Regions from separate parts of the Sus scrofa genome. Here region 2 is linked to region 1. Evidence: chromatin contacts called from public HiChIP or PLAC-seq data. All regions are on one chromosome and are shown on one strand. Each heading gives the region's core, a stretch centred on a gene start, on an enhancer-like site or on the middle of the called end of the contact. The rest is flanking DNA. Distances are from core to core; before and after follow the strand shown.

Region 1 (4,195 bases), core at 692-3,191:
GGTGGGTGGTTTAAGAAGCACTTCATTAAGGGAAGGCATCTCTGTTAGGAAGGGAGGCCACTTTTGGCTTCTGAAACCCCAAGATGAACATCTGGCTAACCCCAAGGTTAATTACACTCTGGTCCTGGGGTAATTATTAATATTGCCCACGTGCACTCTCAAAAGCGACGCCCTTAGGGTTACTGTAGTTTTTTTCCTTCCTTTTTTGGCTGCCCCATGGCATATGGAGTTCCCAGGCCAGGGATCAGATCTTAGCTGCTGCTGATCCCTAACTCACTGTGCTGGGTCAGGGATTGAACTTTTGTCGCAATGCTCCAGAGATGCCATTGATCTTGCTGTGTTACAGTGTAATTGTTCAGTCTAATCAAGAACCAGGGGCCAAACTGATGCAAAGACACAGAAGACTCTGGACTCAGGATAAGGTTTATCCGACCCCCTTCTCACGGCCATTATGTAAAGAGCGGGGCTTCCCTGAATTCTGCTGCAACCAAATCCACACAGAGAAGAGATTCATCTGTCCTCACATGGCTTCATTTTCATTACCCCATCACCCTCCGGAACTTTTACAGAATCAATGTTCTCAAAGGGTCTGAAGAGTAAGATCAATTAACAGAGTTTCCCCTTCCTTCTGAGGGCTGCACTGCTGACTTTTTATGAGACTGTGTCATGTTTCCTAGAATTATGAGGTAACAGTCTTTAGGGAAAAAAAGTGGAACAGGTAGCCCATCTGCGTAAGTTATGTTGGGAGAACTCCCCAGGGCGATATTTCTTAGGGGAATCTCTAGCTTAGCTTTTTCTTGGAGGATCATTAATGCCGGAAGGAGGAAATTCAGGGCTAGAGTAACTAACTGACTTGTTTAAAATAATACCTAATTAACAGCCCAGAAAAAGCTATACTAATACAGGTCTTCTGTCTCCAGGCCAGCTGAGCTCTGACACTAAATGCTTAATCAGAGAAAACTTTGATCTCTCTATTCAAATATGTCTCACACCACACCTTTCAGCTTAAACTTGCACTGAGGAGGGGCAGATGGTAACCTTTAAGTAAGTTCCAAGATACCAACTATATATAAGGGGGAAAAAAATCTCATCTTAAACTGCTTGGGAATGGATGTCTAGTTCCCTCCTGCCCCAAACGCACAAGTGCAGCTCTAGTGTCACCCAAGTACGGCCAATCCACCCTTTCCTTCGTTTTCGGGTGGAACTGACATTTACTGTGCATCTACTATCTGGGACGCTGCCACACACGTGATCTCGGCAGATCTGGCCTCCTTTGGGTACTCCTGCAGTGGACATCCCCTTCTGCAGCCTCTGGGTGCAGGCCTGATCCCTCTCCCCTCTGCCAAGGCGGCTGATCCCGACACAAAGCCAGATGGGTAAATGGTCGCGATGCCTGGAGATCAGTCATTTTCCCGGGGTAGCGATACCTTTTGCTCCAACTAAGCCAACCTCCAGAAAACCTGACAGATGCTGAGGAATCCTTTTACCAGCCTCCTGGGGTCTCGGCAACCCGTGCCAAAGCCAAGGCGGCGGCCAGCTCTCGCTCCTGCGGGGAGACCCCTCTGCGTCACCGTGACGACCCATTCCCACGCAGGCGTCTCATCTCCTCCAAGCGGCCGCCCACCGTCCCCACGAGGTCCCTTTTCTTACCCGCGGCCGTCGCGCCACCGCCTGCTGCACGCGCTCATTCACTGCCCGCAGAGCGAAACCGATTCCCAGCTCCGCCGACATGCTGCCAGCCTTCCACATTCCACAGAACCGACTTCCAGCCCCGTACCCGGGCACCCGAGGCTAAATCCCCTTCCGGTCCCGCCCAGCTCACGTCTCCGTGTTGCCCGTCTTCGTCTCAGCCAATCGTCAGTATGGGGAGGGGCGGGAGGGGCGGCCCCGCCCTAGGTGTGCCATCTTGGGGAGGTCGCCGCGAGGCGGGGCGGGGCACTCGGGTGCGGAGGGGCTGTGACGTACTTCCGGGGTTGCCGGAGGGCGGGGCTTTCCACCTAGCCGTAGCCCGCAGACGCAGTTGAGGGACAGAAGGGGGCAGGAGAGGTCCCTTAGGTCCTCTTCCCAGTTGTGGGAGATAACGGCTTTTATCTCAGATGATTTTGGGGAGAGGAGAAGGCATAGAAAAAGAGTTCCCTCCTGGCTCAGCGGGTTAATGATCCCGCTTTGTCATTGCTGTGGCTCCGGTTACAGCTGTGGCCAAGTTTGGTGCCTGGCCAGTCACTTCTACAGGCCGCGGGTGTGGCCAAAAATAAATATTTAAAAATATATAAAAGAAAATTGTTTCTGAAGAACATGGTAGGATCCCAATGTACCGAATTATTTTCCTCTGGTTATCCTTTAGATCAGTGCCCAATAGAAATATGATGTGATCCGAACATGTAATTTAAAATTTTCTAGGAGTTCCCATCGTGGTGCAGTGGAAACGAATCCGACTGGGAACCATGAGGTTTCGGTTCGATCCCTGGCCTCGCTCAGTGGGTTAAGGATCTGGTGTTGCCTTGAGCTGTGGTGTAGGTCCCAGACACGGCTTGGATCTGGTGTTGCCGTGGTGTAAGCCAGCAGCAACAGCTCGGATTAGATCCCCCAGCGTGGGAACCTCCGCATGCCAGTGGGTGCGGCCCTAAAAGGACAAAAAACAAAAATAAATAAAATTTTCTAATAGGCACAGAAAGTTAAGAAAAATTAATGAATACTTTTTTTTTTTTTTTTTTTTTGTCTTTTTGCTATTTCTTTGGGCCGCTCCCGCGGCATATGGAGGTTCCCAGGCTAGGGGTCTAATCGGAGCTGTAGCCGCTGGCCTACACCAGAGCCACAGCAACGCAGGATCCGAGCCGCGTCTGCAACCTACACCACAGCTCACGGCAACGGCGGATCGTTAACCCACTGAGCAAGGGCAGGGACCGAACCCGCAACCTCATGGTTCCTAGTCGGATTCGTTAACCACTGCGCCACGATGGGAACTCCCTGAATACATTTTCTATAGCCCAATATACCCAAAGTAAAGTTTAAACATAACCAATAGAAAAAGTTAATGAGATAGTTGAGGTTTGTTGTCTTTTTGTCTTTATAGGGCTGCACTGGTGGCATATGGAGGTTCCCAGGCTAGGAGTCTAATCTGACCTGTAGCTGCCAGCCTATGCCAGAGCCACAGCAACGCCAGATCCAAGCTGCATCTGCAAACTACACCACAGCTCATGGCAACGCCTGATCCTTAACCCACGGAGCGAGGCCAATGATCTAACCCATAATCTCATGGTTCCCAGTCGGATTCCTTTCCGCTTTGCCACTATGGGAACTCCAGTTGAGGTGGTTTTTGTTGGTTTGTTTTGTTTTGTTTGGCTTTTTAGGGCTGCACCGGTGGCATATGGAAGTTCCCAGGCTAGGGCTCTAATGGGAGCTACAGCTGCCAGCCACAGCCACAGCCACAGCCACAGCCAAGCAGGATCTGAGCTGAGTCTGTGACCTACACCACTGCTCACGGCAACGCAGGATCCCTGACCCATTGAGGGAGGCCAGGGATTGAATCTGTATCTTCATGGATGCTAGTCGGATTCGTTACCACTGAGCCACAACAGGAACTCCATATTTGAGTTTTTAAAAATTGTAACCCAGTGTGTAGTTTGGACTTTTCCTCATTTGGGACTGGCGGCATTGCAGCTGGTCAGTACCCCACCTGGTGGCAAGTGCTGCTTTCTAGGAGGCCAGCACAGGCAGCTTTAGTCCAGCCTGAGCTTGGCACAGAGCCCAATTCTTGAGTTTCCTGTGTAACCTGCTCTGGGCAATATGAAAATCACAAATGGGAGGAGCCAAACAATACAAAGGTTAACATAGTAAAACCCGAGGTTTAATAGTCAGATGGTGAAATGGTAGGTGCTGTGGACAAGTAGAGATTGATTTTGTTAAGGAAAGTACTCTTGTCTGTACTGTTGGTTCTCACACAGTAATTCTACTTAATGAATGAGATGCTCTTATGGTGGGAAAAGAGCTAAAGTTTTTTCTCGAGGTTGTCTTTTCTTTCTTCCTTTCTTTTCTTCCTCTCTCCCTCCTTCCCTTCCTTCCTTGGGATATGGAAGTTCCCAGGCTAGGGGTTGAATCAGGAATCAGAGCTGCAGCTTCAGGCCTACACCACACCCACAGTAATGCCAGGTCCAAGCCACATCTGCACGTCTGTGACCTACACCACAGCTCACAG
Region 2 (4,048 bases), core at 32-2,531, 110 kb before region 1:
ACAGATGGGACAGATTATCAGTGCTATAGTTTGTCTAGGAGATAGAGAAGTGAGTCAGAGTGGGCCCCAGACAGGAATGCCTTGAATCTCTTTCAAGACTGAAGTTAATGCGGTTGGTGGGGAGGCACCATGGTAGGATTTGGAGCAGGCTGTGTGTAGTGTGGCTTGGAGGGAGAGGAATCTAGAGATCTGGCGGGAAACTGACAGCAACCCGAGACTGGAGCTCTGAGGATCTGGAAGAATCAAAGGATGCAATAGAAAGACTGCATGGGAGTCAGAACACCTGGGTTCTAGTCCTGGCTCTGTTGTAGAGCCTTGAACGAATCACTTATCTGCTCCAGGACTCTCCTTAACTGTAAAACCTAAAACCCTTCAAAGTGACCTCTGCAATCTGTTGATCAATATTTGAACCTTTGAAGTAGGATACAGGAAATGAAGGGCATCGCCCATCCAATGGACCCTGGGAACAAGGAGGTGCCTGACTGGGAGCCCAGAGGGTGAAGAGAGACTGCAGAGGGTCCAGACCTGAGAAAGAGGGAACTGCGGGAGAAGGGCCTCTGCTCCCGAGGTCCATTTGGCAATCCCGTTCAGTTCCTCCTTTCCTTCCCTTCTCTGACTTCCCTCCTCTTGGCTTCACCTTTTTTGGTGAAGGCGCGGCAAAATAGAACACTCCCACACCACCTCAAGTGCTCCCTTCCTTTACCTTCCCCTTTTGAGGTAGCCATCAAAAATCCTCCTCCTTAGCCACCCACCTGGCACCATCCCTGGACCCACTTTCCTCCAGAGTAACTTCCCCAGCGACCAAAGTAGAAAGAGCAGTGAATTCGGAATCGCATTCATTATCACCTTCATAGCTACCCTCTACTGAGAACTCGCCCTGGGCCAGGTGACATTTTTTTGGCAACAATTCTACGAGGTGGTTGTTATCTCATTTTACATACAAAGAAACTGAGACTCCAAGGCTTTAAGTAATCTGTGCAAAGCCACACACCTGCCACTTGGACGAGGCCAGATTGGAAATGAGGTCTCATTCCCAGTCTCTGCTTCGGTCAGTTCCGTTCCGGTTGAGCCATGCGACCTTTGGCAAGTAAGACCCCAACTCTCACCTACCAACTCTCAGACCGGAATTCTCCAAGCCCCGCCCCCGCCCACTAAGCGCTAGCCCCACCCGGGCCCCTAGAGCCTAGCTTCGCGTACGCGACGGAGGCGGGCCCGCCCGGCAGGTGGGGGCGGGTGGAGGGGGCGTGTCCAGGAGGGGGCGTGGCCGGAAGCCTTAAAGAGGTCGGGGCGGCTGGGCAGGCTGTGGAAGCCGCGCGTCGCGGCTATCTTCTCACTTTCGGTTGGATCGCACAGCCGTCACCATGTCCTTGGCGGCCTCGGCGGGCAAGGGCCGAGGGCCCGTATGGTCCCCAACGCACGTGCAGGTGACGGTGTTGCAGGCGCGGGGTCTTCGGGCCAAGGGCCCCGGGGGCACGAGCGACGCGTACGCGGTGATCCAGGTGGGCAAGGAGAAGTACGCCACCTCAGTGTCCGAACGCAGTTTGGGCGCGCCCGTGTGGCGGGAGGAGGCCACCTTCGAGCTGCCGCCGCTGCTGTCGGCCGAGGCTGTGCCAGCCGCCGCCACCACCCTGCAGCTCACCGTGCTGCACCGCGCGCTGCTCGGCCTCGACAAGTTCCTGGGCCGCGCCGAGGTGGACCTGCGGGAGCTGCACCGGGACCAGGGCCGCAGAAAGACCCAGTGAGTGCGGGGGCGAGGACCCGGAGCGGGGCAGGCCGGGGAGGACGCTTGGCCTGGGCGGTGAGACCCTTTTAGAGTGTGTCCCCGTCCCCCCACCACCTCCCCCCAGGGGACTGACGGAACGAGGCCTCTCGGGAGGGATCCCCTCGGCCAGTAATAGTATTCTCACTTCAGCTTCTTCTTGGGCTGTCCCGCCCCAGCTCTCCCAGTACGTGGGTTCTTTGAAAACGGAGGTGGAGGTACCTGCCGCGTTTTTTAATCTGCAGGAGGGCGCTCAGCGCCTGGAACTTCGTAATCACTTAATGAATTTTTGATGAATTGAAACTAGCAGTGGGCTGACGAACTTGTCTTATTAGTTGAGTAGCGTGTATATTTGATATACGCCTTGGATTCCGTGGAAAGCCTCCTGGGTATTTCATTGTACCGGACACTGAGCTGGAAATGGCTGGGCCAGGACGCTGGAAGGGCTAACTGGAGCAGTGAAACCCACAGACACTAGAGGATCCCCCAGGGACCGAGTTGGGGCATTGCGATGCGGGTGGGTGGCGGTGGAGGCTGGGGAATGAGGACTGCCCTGGGAGGGCTGTCCCCCACCCCCACCCCCGCCCCACCTCACCACCGGGTCAGGGGTTGGTCTAGAGAATTTGCCCCTCCCTCGCCTCCTCCAAGAATGCTACAACGGTTTGGTTTAACTTTCAGACCGAAAAATATTGACCCATTTTGCCCTGGCCCCCAAATTAGTAAGGATTTCCCAGTGATGGCTGGAGCCAGGGCCTGCCCTTGGCCAAGTAACTGGGAGTAGGCATTGTTTCTCGCTGGAGTTTCTCAGGTTCTCTCTGGTCCTACGGGGGTGGGGGGTGGGAGTGGGAATGACTGCTCCCCCGTAGCTCCCCCCCTACCCCCATCAGGACTTCTGTTTTCATGAATCACCCTCCAGCAGGGAAAGCGGGGGGAAAACCCTGTTGGTTGCAGACTGTTACCCATTTGTTTGTTTCTTTCACCGGTGTTTGGAATGGAACATTTGATTATGCTCATCTAAAATACCAGAACCTAGCCACGCTTTCTTAGCTTAACCTGGTTACTTTGCTGGCCTTTAAATGTGCAGTTATGTTACCACCTAACCCCTACAGTTTATGAGGCATTCTGATTCACATTGTGCATTTTAGATATAAACAGTATTTTTAACTTTCCCTCATGAAGGAGACAGAAAAGCCAGAGGATTTGAAATTACCAGAGCCCTTTTTCTGTCTGGTGCTTGTGCACATAATACCTGCTTTCCTTATCTGGTCAACGATGAACAGGCATTTCTGAACTCAAATCAGATAAAAATAGAGGGCCTTGAGATGAGGATGGATGGGGTATCTTTATGGCATCAACTTACATGCCATTAGGTGAGCAGCAGCCTCTGCCTGCCGAGCAGGGGCTGGAGCAGTGCTCATTTTCTGTTTGCTTAAATGACATTTGGGGGCCTTGGACTGGCTTCTTTTCCAGCTTCAACTAGGTGCTGTAGGCTGCCCTTTGTCTTGTCCCATCCCAGGATGTGTGGATATTCTTGTTGGTCTCTGCCATCTGTTTCTCATGTGAACGTTTAAGTCCCTTGAAAGATAGATCGCATCTCCCTGCCAGAGATGGGGATTCCAAGTTTCTGGGGCTAGTGCCCACTCTGGCCCTGACTCATTGCTGAGCTTCAGGCTGCTCTGTCTCTAAACACCCAAGTTTCCCTACTTATATAAATGGAGCTGTGGCCAGACTTAATTGATGTTTATAAGATGTTCCTGGATTAATGGAGCCCCTTGTAGAGATTCAAAAGGTTCTATTGCTGATTTGAGAGAAATGAAAACCTCCAAGTTCCTTCCCTGTTTCAGGAAGGGTTCTGTCTCTGCTTCTTCATTTTTCTCATCCTCTCTGATATAAAGATGGTTACTCCTGTCTCTAGTATATGAGCTTATGGCTACTGAGTCACAGTATCAACCTGTAGGAAAATGGTGCTTAGCTGATTTTTTTTTTTTTTATAATTGTAGAGGAAGCCTTCTTTGCTCCTCCAGCAGTAGATGAAACTGCAAGCTTTCCATTATCACTTCCTGGGACTTCCCGGGGTGCTGGGGGAATCCAGTTAAACTAAGCCTGTTTGATGTCCTGGTACATCACTTGTGTACTCAAGATGCTGAGATCTGGAGCCTGAGACATATGCTTAGAGGTGGAAGTTCAACAGAAAGGAACTGGTTGGGCTAGGAAAGTCATTTGAACTATGTATTAATGGTTTGACTCCACCTTAGACATTCGAAACTCAATCCAAAACAAAAGTTCAAA

What was found. HiChIP or PLAC-seq counts read pairs in DNA pulled down with a chosen protein or histone mark.
Region 2: a contact with region 1 is called in an H3K27ac HiChIP or PLAC-seq map of alveolar macrophages. The contact joins the promoter of RAB11FIP1 here to the promoter of PLPBP in region 1. A contact is called at or near these places in 1 of 5 promoter capture datasets (fetal liver), 16 of 47 Hi-C or Micro-C datasets (adipose tissue, blood, embryonic fibroblasts and 8 more) and 2 of 2 datasets of contacts at active chromatin or transcription factors (alveolar macrophages and skeletal muscle).

The regions. Positions count from the first base shown.
Region 1 is chr15:48,634,643-48,638,837 of Sscrofa11.1, forward strand. It overlaps PLPBP (proline synthase co-transcribed bacterial homolog protein), which reads right to left and starts at 1,942. Exons shown (of 8, transcript XM_003133369.4): 1 at 1,651-1,942. The coding sequence starts at 1,749.
Region 2 is chr15:48,526,102-48,530,149 of Sscrofa11.1, forward strand. RAB11FIP1 (rab11 family-interacting protein 1) reads left to right here and starts at 1,282. Exons shown (of 5, transcript XM_021076260.1): 1 at 1,282-1,738. The coding sequence starts at 1,362.